Linked DNA regions of Capsicum annuum: region 1 is linked to region 2. Evidence: chromatin contacts called from public Hi-C data. All regions are on one chromosome and are shown on one strand. Each heading gives the region's core, a stretch centred on a gene start, on an enhancer-like site or on the middle of the called end of the contact. The rest is flanking DNA. Distances are from core to core; before and after follow the strand shown. Region 1 overlaps LOC107847995 (F-box/kelch-repeat protein SKIP11). Region 2 has its middle 130 kb from the start of LOC107847995.

Region 1 (7,137 bases), core at 1,179-3,678, 120 kb after region 2:
AATACTTTAGGATAGTTGATCCTGCTGCTAACCTATTTCTTTATTGGTGATAAATATTTTCACTATCATGTCTTACGAATAGGTTGTTGGGGATATTTTCTTTCTGGTGTGTAGTTTTACGCTTTCTTTCAATTTTAAACATCTGCTACGTCTTTTCATCTCTCTGAACTGATGAAAAAGGTTATACTAGTAAGGGTCCAAATGTGAATGTTGCTTTTATAAATTCTGATAAGGAGCTTATACTTTCTAACTTTGATAAGATCCTAATTGGGTGCACTTCTTTGAGGCTTCTTCAACTTGCACCCAAGTTGGTTGAGAAGGGATGTCTGAAATGTGTCAAAACTACTGACTTCACAATTGAAGATGCCAAATATGTTGTTTAAATGATGTATTTTGAAAGCATACTTCCTTTATTACTTATCATCACGTGAGATGAGAAACCTATTGAAAATGGGGAAGTGGGAGAATTGACGATGGCACTCTTGAATTTACTTTGGGAAGATATGGCAGCTGGTCGGGAATCAAAGAGTATTCCAATTCCTTATGCTTCTAAAGAAATGAATTTTAAATTGAAGAACATGCTGACAGAAAGCGCTGAATGGATTTGAAGTTTGAAGTCAGCGTCGTTATATTTTCTACGGTGGTAGCAGCTACATGGTATCATTACTTCTTAGTTCTGTGGCATATAAGTAGGTCCTAATAAGATTTCTTTTGTGTGGAGTTTCTCCCGCATATATTGCATATTGCTTTTCAAGTATTGAATATCTTGCAATGTATTGGTACATGAAATTTTCTACTTTTTTAGGTGGAATTTGGAAAAAAATACTGCTCCAATTTCTCTCTCCTCTAAACAAAAAAAAAAAAAAAGATTATATGTGTTTCTTCCTCTTTTCTACAATTAATTATGCTAATTTGAGATTGACAATCACTGTAAACTTCAATTATAAAAGGAAAAAGATTTAAATAGGTCACTGAACTATAACGAATAGTTTATCTATGTCATTCATGTACAAATTCTGACCAACATTTTAAGATATATTTCTTAATTAAATTAATAAAAGAAAATTTATAATTTATAGCATTTTACATATAGTTTTTGAATATGTAAATTTTAATTATAAAAAAATAAATTAATATAATTTAATTTAACTTTGAAATTTAGTCAATTTAATTCATGAAAAATGGAGGGAGGCAAATAAAACGAAATGGACAGAATATTTGGTTACTTATAAGCGTGTTCTTAAATTATTGTTGTAATGCACGATACTATTATTTCTTGTCGCATTGTTACCACTTCAACTGTTCAACATCTATGATGCATATTAAGTAATAAATAAATCCTCTTTTAACCCAAAAAAAAAAAAAAATTTAGTCAATGTCTTTTAAATTCACAATTTAATTATGTAGCAGTAATATAACAAAATAAGGACAATGCTTGTATACTATTATTCACATAAATTTATACTCTTTATTTTCTCATGTATAGTTGTTTACTCAAATATTTTTTAAGGGAAAAGGATCGTATTTCTACTTTGAAAAAATGGTTAAATATATCCTTCTTCATATTTTGTGATTAAATTTACCCTCGATATCATACTTTGATGCCAACAGAATTGAGTGAGGGATATATTTGTTTGTCACTTTTTTTGTGGAACGGGTTGAGTTAGATTAGAGTGTATTTTATTTTTAAAAAATGGGGCATGTAACATTGATCTAGGGTTTTCTATTAAGAAGAAGAGTACATGCGAAAATTTTCTTAACATCGAGGGTAAATTTGACTCTAAAATATAACAATGAGGGTAAATATGACTTCATAGTATGATAAATGATATATTTAGCCAATTTTTCAAAGTAGAAGGATAAACTTGGTCCTTTCCCCTTTTTTAAATAGTATTGATAGTTTTTTAAAAAACTTGTACGACTCGAATTACACGTGCAATGCATGTGAAGAAAAACTAGTATATATATATGTTTGAGCAAACATGTTTCAAACGTAGTTCGATCTGAAAAATGTTTGGCTCTACATTTTGTTTAACATTATTTGCAAAATACAAAATAGCATTTTTTTTAAAAAAAAATTGTTGAATTTAAAAGGATATATTTCATTTAAATTGGGGAGAGGTGGTAAATAAGATATAGCGTGGTTGCAACTTTGGGATAATGTGGAAAATGCGAATTAGGATGGAAGGTTACTGTTAATTGTTTGTAATTTGTCTTGAGCCGAGGGTAAATCTGAAACAACCTCTCTACCTCACATCTGGGGTAATGATACGGATTGCATACGTTTTATTCTTCCGAAATTGTGTGAGAATACAAAGGTGTATTGTTTTTGTATATTTCATTTCTACCATGTAATTAAATACTAGTAACACTTTATTTTGTAACGAGAACATGTGACAGACAAATGCTCATCAACCTTACAACTCACAAAAGCTGGTTGTACCATCCATAAGCGTCTAATTTTCTTGCTCAACTCGCCCGCAAACATCATATGACTGATGCCTATACCATTGTATCAGTTTTCACAAATAAAAACAATTTAAATAAGCAAGCAGAATAATTGGTCAATTGCCTCAATGAGATCTGCCATAATAAAGGAAAGAATTCTTAAAACAAAAGTTGGAACAAAGTACTTCATTTCCAAAGCTACCAAATGTACTGATACACAAGCAACATGCCACCAAACAAATAACTAAGTACTTCTATGACTTTCCTAGAGAAGCTTTAAACACTAATCTATTAACTGATAAGAGAAAAAAGCTGGGATAAATTACCCTTTAGCAAGAAACCAACTATGTATTGATGGACACCTCTACAGTACAAACCAAATTCCATCTCTTCAGCATCCCATGACAGAACAGTTATACACAAAGCTACCTGATTGCTTTTGGCCGAGCAAGTTCCATTCTGGAGGTCCTTCCCTCGGTGCCCACGAATGCACCTCAATAAATCCTCGACCCATAACCCTAGGCCCTCCAACTACAATTAGACTATCACCACATGCCCGAAAAGCCAATCCCCAACCATGAATGGAAGATACTCCTTCAGGCAGTCCACCAATGGTAACCCATGCTTTGTTATGCTTGTCATACTTCCTAACAGCCATTTCAGCATAGTCAGCAGAGTACAATTGATTATCCACAACGGCTAGTAATGGAGGCGCTGCAGATGTATCTGGTATGTCGTTCTCAAGGTTAGGTTGCACAGGAGACATGTTCGGAATTTCAGTCCACGTTCCTGTTGCCAGATCATACTCTTCAGCGCATGTCAATAGCTTTGCGTCGGCTCCTCCAATGCCTCCTATCACGTAAAACTTTCCATCCATGAATACACCAGAACACATCTTACGTGGCTTAGTCATGCTTCGCAAAGTCGTCCACGTGCCTGTCTCCGAATTGTAAAGTTCAGCGGAGCTAAGGATTTTACCTTGTGAGTCACAACCGCCAGCAAAAATGGCGATTTCCCCAAGGCTTGATTTACCAAACAAACATCGTGGCGCATTCATTTGCATCCCAGTTGACCACGTATTTGTCAGTAAACTGTACCGATAAATGACATGGGCCAACACATCCTTGCCACAAACGAGAAGCTCAGTACCAACCCCCAATGATTCCTTGTCGGACAACACAAAACAATCATTGGGAGTCATTCTCGGCAGACGCATCCAGCGGAGCCTAGCAGGGTCAAAAGCTTCCCACTCCAGTGGCTGGCAGGAGAAATACACCCAATGCTCCACCACACCATTTCGTCGCCGCGCTCTATAAAGTTCACTGCTCCTAATTAATGAGCGGAAGTTGTGGTTCAAAGATGCTATGGCGCCATAATCTGACCTCGAGCAACGAATGAGAGAATTGATGGAGCTGTCACGGTCAAGGGCAGGAAAAAGTGTGTTCCTGTCAGAATTATCCCCAGCATGATCCCGTTTGTCAGTTTGCTCAGGAGGGGATGCTGAAGAACTTCCCAAGGATAGAGTCACTCCCACTAGGTTGGAACCGTCGGACTGCTTTTGCAACTTGCGTTGCACATTTTCACCCTCCTGGTCATATTCCAATGGCCTTTTGCCATTCTGGACTTCAATACTATCAAGTCGATAACTCATGCAAACCGTCCCGTTACTTTCTGTCTGACAATCCCTTGTAACCACCACACAGGACCGTTCTTCTGACATATCTTCCAGATTCAACCCTAAAATAAACACCAGTTCTGCTGCCTTGCTCTGGTATGGATCCTAGACCCTGTGACTTCCTGATAAGACTGATACAAATTGAACAAAATTAGTAAGGAACCAAAGAAAAACTCTTCCCACAAGGAGAAAGAATCATCAAAACTCATAAATTCACGTTGAATCAAGAAAATCACAAATAGATACAATCATCAAAACTCATAAATTCAGGTTAAATCAAGAAACCACAGACAAAGAAATTCTCAATCACCAAAGCACAGAAACAGAAATTTTTTTCACTAGTTTTGATCATTAATTAAAGCAAACCAAGTAATGCTCAATGCCTTTTTATGGATAACAACAATTCTGATAACACAAATGCCGGGATTTGTCAGCAAACAAAGGGGAAAAAATCCCACAAACATCTATGAACCCTCATTGATTCAAGCAAAAAAAAAAAACACCAAACATCCATGAAATTCAAGCAAAAAAAAAAAACCACCACACATCTATGAACTCTCACTGATTCAAGTTTGAAAAAAATCAAGAATCCAGATCAAGTAAACTCCTTAGAAAAGATTCAACATTCAATCCACCAAGTCCTTGAAAAACAATCAAATGAAAAAAACTCCTTAACCAAAAAAAACCCTCAAAATCAAATAAACATGCAAGAATCATTAAAAATTCAAACTTTACAACCCAAAAAATGAAGAACCAAAAAAAAACCTCAAAATCAGAACTTTAAATCAAATAAACATGCAAGAATCAATAAAGATTCAAACTTTACAACCCAAAAAATCAAGAACTCAAAAAAAAAAAAACCTTAAAATTAAAACTTTAAATCAAATAAACAAGCAAGAATCAATTAAGATTCAAACATTACAAATCACAGATCTCCAAAATTCAGATTAAACAACACCCTTTTGCTCAAATTCACCAAACATCAATCAATCAAGAACCAAAACTTCAATCTTACATTGTTTACCAAACTTCTAAAACACTTCAAAAGAAGACTTACAAATTGGATAAGAGAGAAAAAAAGAGAGCAACTTTGATATATAGAGAGGAAAAGCAAAAATTTATATCAAAATTGCTTTCATTTCTATCGATGCAATCCTTTGTTTTTTTTCTTTCTTTTGTTCTTTCTGTTTATCGGTTTGTACTTACTATAAGGGCAGCTAATTGTTTTTGTTTTTTTTTTAAATAAATAAATAAAACTGGCAAGAAGAAGAACAAGGCATGGGTGGGGTGGGGTGGGGTGGGGAAGAGGGGGGAGGGGGGGTTCAACAAAGAAGATCCTTTGGATTCTATCTGAAAATCAAAGTTTTGGGCATAACACAACACCTTTATCTCACTACTGTACTTCTAGTTCTCATTTCTGTCTCACTCTCTCTCTCTCTCTTACCAAAACTCTATTCTAATTGCAACTACTTAAATAGATTAATCCGTGAACTAGAAAAACTATAAGCAATATGTTGACCCTAAAACAGCTTAGAAAAACATTTTGATATACCTTCTTATGTCCCTAACCCATCTTGGGAAAGGAACGGACGAAACCGCAATATGGGGAATGTCAAAGTCTTCTCACAAGGCTCATTTTTCGTAGTGGGTCATAAGGTAGGCAGCTTTATCTGATCAAGGGCGGGGTCACACGGGTCCTGGAACTATCCAGGTGGGATGAACTCCGGAGGTGACCGTAATGAGTAAATCTCACTGCCGGGACTAAACGACGAGCAAACACTCGAATGTGAGAATGTGAGAGCAAGGGATCACCCAACAAATGGACGAGTAGCCGTCGAAAAACAAAATCATGAATCTTGCAGCGCATCATTCCTCCAACCTAAAATAACATAAACAAAACCATAAAGAATCAATAGAAATATTTCAAGTGAAAAGAAAAACATGATAAGAAAAATATCTTTTCAAATTGCTTGTTCTACTGGCTACAAGTTATCTTTGTCTTAGGCAATCTTATGTCATATGATTTCTTCATCTGTCTTGAAACTAAACTAAAGAAGAAGATCAAGCAAGACTAAGATAGAAATTTATACTTCCCCGTTCCTAAATAAGTGATTTTTTAGCTTGGGCACACCCTCTAAGAAATTATGCTTTCCTAGAAAACAAGAAGTATTTTTACTAACTTGACCTTACAAATACCTTGAAAAGGATGTGTAACTCTTTATTTAAAGAGGGGTAAAATTGGAAGAACATCATTGTCTTCTTGATTATCTAAAAACACTACTTATTTAGGAACAACATGAAAAGGCTAAACAACCACTTATTTAGAACGGGGGGATTATGTAAGTAGGCATTTAAATCATATAGTTAAAAAAAATGGAAACAAGTATCAAAATCTATTGTCTTTATGAAAGGTTAAGCATTTGCATGCAAGAAAAATTAAACCTCAAAATTGGAGAAACACTAATACCTACCTAGTTGCAGTTTTCGATAAATTTGAACACTCTTCTGCCTCAGCCAAACTGTAATATTTACAATAACTGCAGTACAAGAAAACACTTAATATAGCAAAACGATAAACATAGAAGTTTTTAGCTAGATGGATTGAAAGAAAAACAGAAGATGGCATAAACAATGTTCTTACAGAAGTAAAACTACTTTCAATGCCTTTTCACCTTCTAGGCTCTAGTGGCAAAGGCTACATTGTCTATTCCTACAACCACCGATAAGATGAGTTCTGAGACAAATAGAGTATCAAGAATCAAGATGGTCTAATTTTCCCTCAGCTCTATTTCGGTTGAGGTAATTCATTTTGCACGCCCAATAATATGTGCTCCAATCGTGTCTGCAAACATGGAGGTTTTAAATTATCAGTCATACAATCATTAATAACAATAACAATGAGATGAAACTTCCATCATATAAAGGAACGGTTACGTAAGAAGCGTGATAACTGAACATTTCCAAAAAAGTACCTAAATGAAGCAAAATTGATATAAATTCACAAGGCCCCTCTC
Region 2 (7,668 bases), core at 36-2,535:
TGTAGCAAAAAAAATACAGATAAAAGTAAGTCAAGCCATTTTTTTTTCCTTTTTGTATCTATATATGGTAGGTGATTAAAATATTATGGTTTACATTGTTATGGTTTTCCATTCTTATACCTCTCTTTACTTTGGATCATCTAGGTCACTAACCTTAACCTTATTCAGTATATAATTATTATTAATTTTTTAGATTTTATATATATATATATTACTCTCTAATAAGAGGGAAGAGGCAAGAGAAGCAGGCAGTTCCCCGTTAACATGTCTGCTTCTCCTACCTGCTTCATCAGTTGTTTGTTTCGTGATTTTACTATATCATCTCTAATTAATTATTATCAGTTATTTATGTATTAAAAAATTAATAATATTTAATAAAAAATTAAAATAGACATTTATGACATGTCTCTCAGCTGTTTCAATCATAATTTTATTAAATATCACCCCTAATTTATTATTATAAATTTCTAAGTATTAAAAAATTAATAATATTTGATAAAAAAGGTAAAATAGATATAAAATGTTAAGTTAACTCTTCATGTTTTAAATTAACTTAACGTCTGCTCTGAGGTTCACTTAAAAAAGATTTCACAAGTATTTTGTAAATATAAAATAAAAAATAAAAAAATAAAATATTGTAACAGTGTTGTAAATATAGTTAATGTATTAAAGTGAGTGCCAACTTTATTTGTTTAGAGATTTATGATATTGTTTTGTTAGGTTAGTTGGCTTTATTAATTTTCAAAAATATATTGCAATAATCGGTGTTAGTTATTTGAAATAAGTAACGTACGTTTTCATAGACTAGTGTTACTATGGATGGAATATTTTTTAAATGTGTTTGGTATGAAGGAAAATATTTTTTAATTTCTTTCATGTTTGGTCAACTTAAATGTTTTGAAAAATATTTTTCAAATAAAATTATTTTTTTTTAGTTTAAGGGAAATAACTACTCTACATAAAGTAAGAAAAATTATATTCCAAGGCTCTTTCAACAACACCACTCGACCTTGGACTCAACTTTTAATTTTGGACAGGATTTAATGCTCGACCTAGACCTACAACACGGGACTCGACTCTCGATCCCGACCACCAACTCATCACCTAACTCCCAACACTGACCCAGGGTCCACTTATCGACTCTGACTAGAGAATCGATCTCGACCCACCTACTGGCATTGAACCAAGATCCAATCACGATAAAGGACTAGACCTTAACCCAAACTCGAGATCCAAACTTGACAGTCAGTGACTCTCAACCCCAACCCTAACTCGAGATCATAGGATCCAAACTCCTAACCCCAATTCAGCACCAAAATCTCGACTCATACCTGAGACTTCACCTCGATCCTAGATCGACTTTGACCTCGACCTAGCCACTGTGGTCAACCAAAGGCTAAAGAGTCATTTCCTACCTAATTTTCCACATTCCACTATTTCTTCTTAACAGTTCTTATCAGCTGCACGGAAAATATAGATCAAGATTGATTTTCTTCATATAATTTGGCCCATATTTCTATTAGCTCTGTAACTAACTGATACCCCTCTTTGTTTTAAAACTTTTTTCTTCATCATACTCTTCCTTCTTGATAGTACATGTTATCTGCCAATTGCACCAAATACTAATGAATTTATAGGCTAAATAAGTTGTTCCACTAGATTAGTCTGGTGTGACAATCCATTTAGCCTATAAATCCGTTAGTATTTCGCTATTTATACAATTGGCACATACAGTATAACTCAAAAGCTGCCAAGTTGGACAAAAGTCCCTCACTGAAGTCTACTGTTCTAGGCTATCAGGTTCACAATTTTGTGATTCACTATATTATCAAATTCAGTAGAATATTTCCTCCTCTTTGGTGTATTATTATTGATATGATTCATGTTGATATTATTATTGAAAAATATAAAGCAAGATTTATTTTCATGATAAAATTGGGCAGTATTGCCTGATTAAATTGGGCAATAGCAATGATTTTTCTTTTATTTAAAGACAATTGTTGCCTGACAATTAAAAGTGATAACTTGCTCGCTATTTTTTATTGAAGAGATCTTGGAAAAGGAAAATGAAGCTGTTACTCCCTCCGTTTTAATTTGTTTGTCTAGTTTGACTTGATACAGAGTTTAAGAAATTAAAGAAACTTTTTAATCTTGTGGCCTTAAACATGTCACGTGAAAAGCTAGAATTAGATACTTGCCAAGGAAAGAATTGTTCTTTTTTGTATTGGATTAAGTAAATACTCATGGCTCCATTACCTTTAGAAGACATTATCTTAGAAGAAACTTCTAATCGAATTAGTATATTCCAGCCCCTATCCCTAATTCCTGTCTCGATTTCTTTGAGGAATGGCTACTAGCATGTAGCTGCAGTGTTCGATGATTATGGTATGTTGTCAGAACTCAGAAGTAGAAAGTCATATATTCAACTTACTAATGCATTTTGTGTTCATTAATCTTATTTGTGGTTGTACGAGAGTAATATAATTGGGAAAACACTATATTTTTAATGGCCTTTGTCGAGAGTGAATTAGTCCTGAAAGATCATCTTAAATTGGTAATCATATTTATGTGAATTTTAGGGCTTTGATTGGAAGATTATCCTATACTAATCAGGCCTCACTTACCAGAGAATGAAAGAGAGAGAAGCACACATAAGCGGAAATCGTTGTTCTTATAAAAGAAAATAAGAGATCGCTTTAGCAGTATTTGATAGTTTTTGCTGTTGAAGAAGCTTTAGCATCTCCATTAAGTTGCCGATAAAAAGAGCTGATTTAGGAAAGATTGAAACTTCCCAAACTATATAAACTGTAATTATGTGTTTTCACAAAAATTGTTAATAATTGAAGTTGAATTCTAGAACCTTGAAAGTTCTAGAATATTTTAAGTATGTGGAGAGGAACCTTAGATTTTTTGAGAATGTAGAGAATAGTATGCAACAAGTAAAGCTGAACTGCATTCTGACTTTATGTTTTTGATGTAATCAGATATACTCTAATGACACTGTCTCTATCATTGATGTTTTAAACTCATTATAGGGATAGGATAGTAGAGTTAGAGCTTTTGTAAATATGGTTTCAGTACAACCCATGTACTGTCTTACAGAAATAGGAACAATTACTAATTTAAAAAAAAAAGTATGTGGAGGGCTAGTCTGCTCATACTGCCTCATTTGCAAACATTGGAGGAACTAGCAAGATTCTTGTGCGATCAAATAATTGCTTCTTGGCTCCTTGGCTAATAGTTCAGCTACATTGTTGTGCTCTCTACAGGGATGCGAGAGGAGAAATATTCAGGCTAATAGAATTAAGATATTGATTAGTATGTAATTTGAAATGGTGGAGAAGCCAAATGAAGAACTTAATCTTGCAAATCTAGTTGAAGTTATTGTTACTGTTGTAGACAAAGATGTCCTTATTAAAGTTTAAGAGCTTTTAAACAGATTTAGTTGAACCATCCTGATTTAGATGCTGCACGAGTTTATCATTAGTGAAGCTCGTACTAGGGACACAAAGTATTTTTTACAGAAAAAAATGAAAGATTGGGCTAAGGAGAGGAATAATCTATTAAAATTCTGAACACCATTGTGAAAAGGCCTTTGATCTTAATATTTTACTCATTACGATTTAGAGGACCTTGAATACAACTTCTAATTATTGTCTTTTTCACCAAAAAAAGAATATAGCTTCTAATGATATTACGGTAAGGTAACCAAATAGTGTGCCAAAAGTTAATTGAACAACTATTTGGTTAGCATTGTTGCCTGTTTTCCAACCATTAAGGATGCACTTCCAAGTGGATGATGAATTAGTTTTAGGTGATCTGTTAGTAGTACAATATTTTGAGATTCTTGAAAAGCCTCCATGCAAGGCTAACATGCATCGCACTATTCTTTACTTTTGGTTTTGTAATGGTATCCCAACCCACAAGATGAAGTTTCTCTTTGGTGTTGGTGGTACCCCAAACAAAGTTCCTTTGAAGCCTATTGATTTATTTGGTTGTTTTACGTGGAAGACTAATGTATTGCATTACATTGTTCGGTATGCAACTTAGGGAAACTTTAGCAAAAGTAGCGCGCTTACCGATATTAAAAAATTTCGTCTTCCAACCAGTACGTTTAGAGTTTATATTATCTATAATGAATTGAAAAGCACTATGAAAAGGTCCTTTGTGAAAGATGGGAAAACTAAGATATTTTCTAAAGTTATCACTAGGTTGGATTGATAAAATGGATGAGAGGTTGGAGATAACATTTGATTTACAGTTGGAGCTGAAAATCCCTTTGGACTTGGCAAAATTGATGTTTTGGCCACTAGATCGATTAAAGTCCACAAGAGTATTAATATAGTATGACAATTTTTGGTGTTTGCTCTTTCCATAAGCATAAGGTCATGTGCGAAGAAGAGGTCTGTTAGGTTTGGCCGAGTTCTACCTATTTTTGTTGGAAACCTATTACTACAATTTGAATATACATGTATCCTCACATGAATCTCCTGTGCTGTTGTCGTAATCTCCTCAACTTTAAGTAGGTCATCCATCCACATTATGACCATACTACCTGAGAGGCCTATGGCAAGAACCTAAAGTGATTGACGGGGTGAAGGATTGATTTTCTTCATGCACGGCAACCAAATTGGATGTAGTAATTAGTGAGGGGTGGATACATTTTCATTATCCCGTATAAAACATAAAATGACGGAAATAAATTGAATAGGAATGGTAATGGTGTCATTGTAGGAACTTTCTGGTTCTAGAATCTCACTACTAGAAATCTTTAAAGCTGTGTTTGGTTTTATCACTTGATAAATTGTCCAATCCTAAAGTTGTTCCTATTGAGTCTAGGAATAGGGGTCATGGTTTTATTTTCCTCTATCTGTTCACTTCCAGCTGTACTATGACTAGCTAGTGTTGTGGTAGGAAAAGCGTGCAGCAAGGCTTCCCTTTATATTGGATTAGTATTACGTAATTTAGAAGAGTAAGTTTGTGTATTTTAGCAGGTTTATTTTTATCAGGTACATTGGTAATCTTATTAGTCTAGACAGCGTTATATTGGTAGGGTGGAAAAGTAGTGGATAAAGTAGGGGCAATCTATTTCGGGTGGGAAATAGGTTTGCTGCTTTAGTAGTGGATAAAGTAGGGAGTATTCCATTGGAATCTCCATTTTTTCCCTATTGAAAGGTGACGTAGTTAACATCTAATTTTTGTCCTCCACAATTAAATTTGATCTTGAGTTTCTTCAGTTTTTAATAAAATCAAAATAATTATTTCATTCAAATAAAAAAAAATTAAAATATTTTTCGTATGTGATTTTGTCATTTTAAGTAGTGATTATATACTATCATGTTCAGTTATACAAGATTATATAATTTATTACTAAAATATTTATTTTACAAAATATTGAATTTAATTAAGGCTCATCTTGAAATATAAATTCAAATGATTAAAATCATGATTTAAATATAATTTATTCTCAAAAATAATTTATTTGGATAAATATGCATTTGATTTTATTAATCAAGAAGCTCAAGATAAAAAAAAAGTATTAATCCGTATCAAATTTCAATTTAATTTAGCCAATCTATTAGATTTGACCATAATTGAAAATTGGTCATAATTGCAATGTAATTCGTCAATTGATTTTTAATTTGGTCAAAATAAATAAATATGACTAAATTTTAAAATTCCAATTGTGGTTATATTTTAAATAACCCCAAAATTCTCAAGAACTCTCATAACTTCTACCGAATTCCCACCAAAAAATAAATTCACATTGTAATACATTGTACTATTCCCCCCAACTTTGTCCTTTACCAATTTTGAAATTCAAAGATTGTACTACATTGTACTATTTTCCCTCATATTATCTTCCACCTCACCTTATCTTTAATTTTTAAAGTCCAAACCCCCCCCCCTCCCAAATGCTTTTTCTCCCACATCGGTGGATGACAAGAAACAGATCTCTATCCTTTCCTATAAATACTTTTCTCCCACATTGGTGGGAAAGAGTAAAAAAACACCCCATTATCTCCTATAAATACTACCACTACTTTGGTAGAGAGGGAAAGAAAAGGAAGAAAAAAAAAAGAGGCTAGAAAGGTGAAAAAATTCTTTTGAGCAAAATAGTTATTTTTATTTAGTAAAAATTTTGTTTCATAGAGTTGATCGGCTAATAAAAATTTTTGAGTTGCCGGTGACGTTTTTCGGTGGTATATGTAGATAATTTCAAATATTTTTTATCGCAAATTTTCATTAGTAGATCCAGAACTATGAAAGCGTTTTAGTTGACACTTTTTGTTTTTGATTTTCTTTTTGATGACATAGAACTTTTATTTTATGAGCTAGATATTTTTAATATATTTTATTCTTCAAAAAAAAAACTATTATAGGATAAATATCCTAAAGTTCAGTAACCCCACGTTTAAAGATAAAATTCGAAACAATCATAATATGTGAAATTATGAATAGTCAGAACTACAAATATATATGTCACAAATTTTTTTACTTTCATAATTATAAGATAATAATTTATGTAACATTAATTCACATTACTGGTTGATCATACTATAATATACATATACATGCATGAACAGAGTTTAGTTTGATCCACTTTGGTTACTAACAAACTACATAAATATAATACATGCATGAAATTAAGCGACACGGGTCCTAAATATACCTAAACTTTGACGGAATTATTGTAACATGCCTCAACTTTATGGGGGGCTGTGATCCCCCCTCCCCCTTCGAACTATTTTAAAGTGAAATATACCTTTTCTTAAAATGACTCATCCAAATTTGTGCTAAGTGGGAAAAGATATGCGCTAACACCTCTATTGTGCTGGGAAGCCATGGCTCTTATCTTCACCTTTTTTTTTCTTCTACTTCATTTCTTTTTTCTTTCAATTTCTTTCAAAATTTATCTGGCCTTACACATTATCATTGTCTTATTCACTATTTAAAAAATTAATAGAGTAGCATAGAAAATATAGAGAAAACATATAAAAAACAAGAAGAATTGGCAAAAGGATATTTCAATTTCTTGTAGGAAAAATGAGAGTTCCATCGTGTTTGATTACTTTTATTACTGTTGAAGCTTTTTTATTTAAATGACGGTGGCGGTGAAAGTACAACCTACGATGAGATGATGTCGACGAAATTTGAAAAAAAAATTCATCAAAGATTTTAATTTTCTCCAGTCTTTTTGATACCTATTCTCAAAAATAAGTAGGGTGAATGATAAAAAGATTGAACTTTTATATGCGTGATGATGTGATAAAAGAAAGACCTATTTGTGCATCAACATACATGTTAACTAAGACATCCTACTTAAGGGCTCTTTCGTCTATTTAAGAATTACTTTTAATAATGAAAAAAAAAAATTATATTCAACTCTTATTTAATCATAGATTTTGAAATTTAAAAATTTGAGTTTCTGAAATATAATTTTAAAATTTGGAGTTACTTTTAAATATGTTTTGTATTTGGTAAAAAAATATAATTTTTTTATTGGAAATCCTAAAACGTCGAAGTTGATCTTCTACAATTTTGAAAACTTGAAAATATTTGAAGATTATATTTTTAAAACTGAGTAAATTTTATAGCCAAAAAAATATTTGAAGATAAATTTCAAAGTCTACTCTCAAAATCTATTTTCAAACACTAACTTAGTTT

The links. Hi-C and Micro-C count contacts between places; a contact is called where the count stands out from the background.
Region 1: a Hi-C map of leaf shows a contact between it and region 2, with 2.9 times the contacts expected there. The contact joins two enhancer-like sites. A contact is called at or near these places in 2 of 5 Hi-C or Micro-C datasets (leaf and placenta).

The regions. Positions count from the first base shown.
Region 1 is chr11:24,999,688-25,006,824 of UCD10Xv1.1, forward strand. LOC107847995 (F-box/kelch-repeat protein SKIP11) reads right to left here. Exons shown (of 5, transcript XM_016692644.2): 2 at 6,796-6,965; 3 at 6,595-6,660; 4 at 5,676-6,002; 5 at 2,569-4,254. The coding sequence starts at 4,168. The coding sequence ends at 2,840. Among protein-coding and RNA genes, the nearest start is that of LOC107847995, 7.7 kb to the right of the region's middle. Within about 2 kb of position 2,429, at least 1 of the 5 cell types and tissues checked has an H3K27ac peak or open chromatin away from gene starts, as enhancers often do. A contact at or near this core is called in leaf, where this site is marked.
Region 2 is chr11:24,876,601-24,884,268 of UCD10Xv1.1, forward strand. No RefSeq gene overlaps it. Among protein-coding and RNA genes, the nearest start is that of LOC107847995, 130 kb to the right of the region's middle. Within about 2 kb of position 1,286, at least 4 of the 5 cell types and tissues checked have an H3K27ac peak or open chromatin away from gene starts, as enhancers often do. A contact at or near this core is called in leaf, where this site is marked.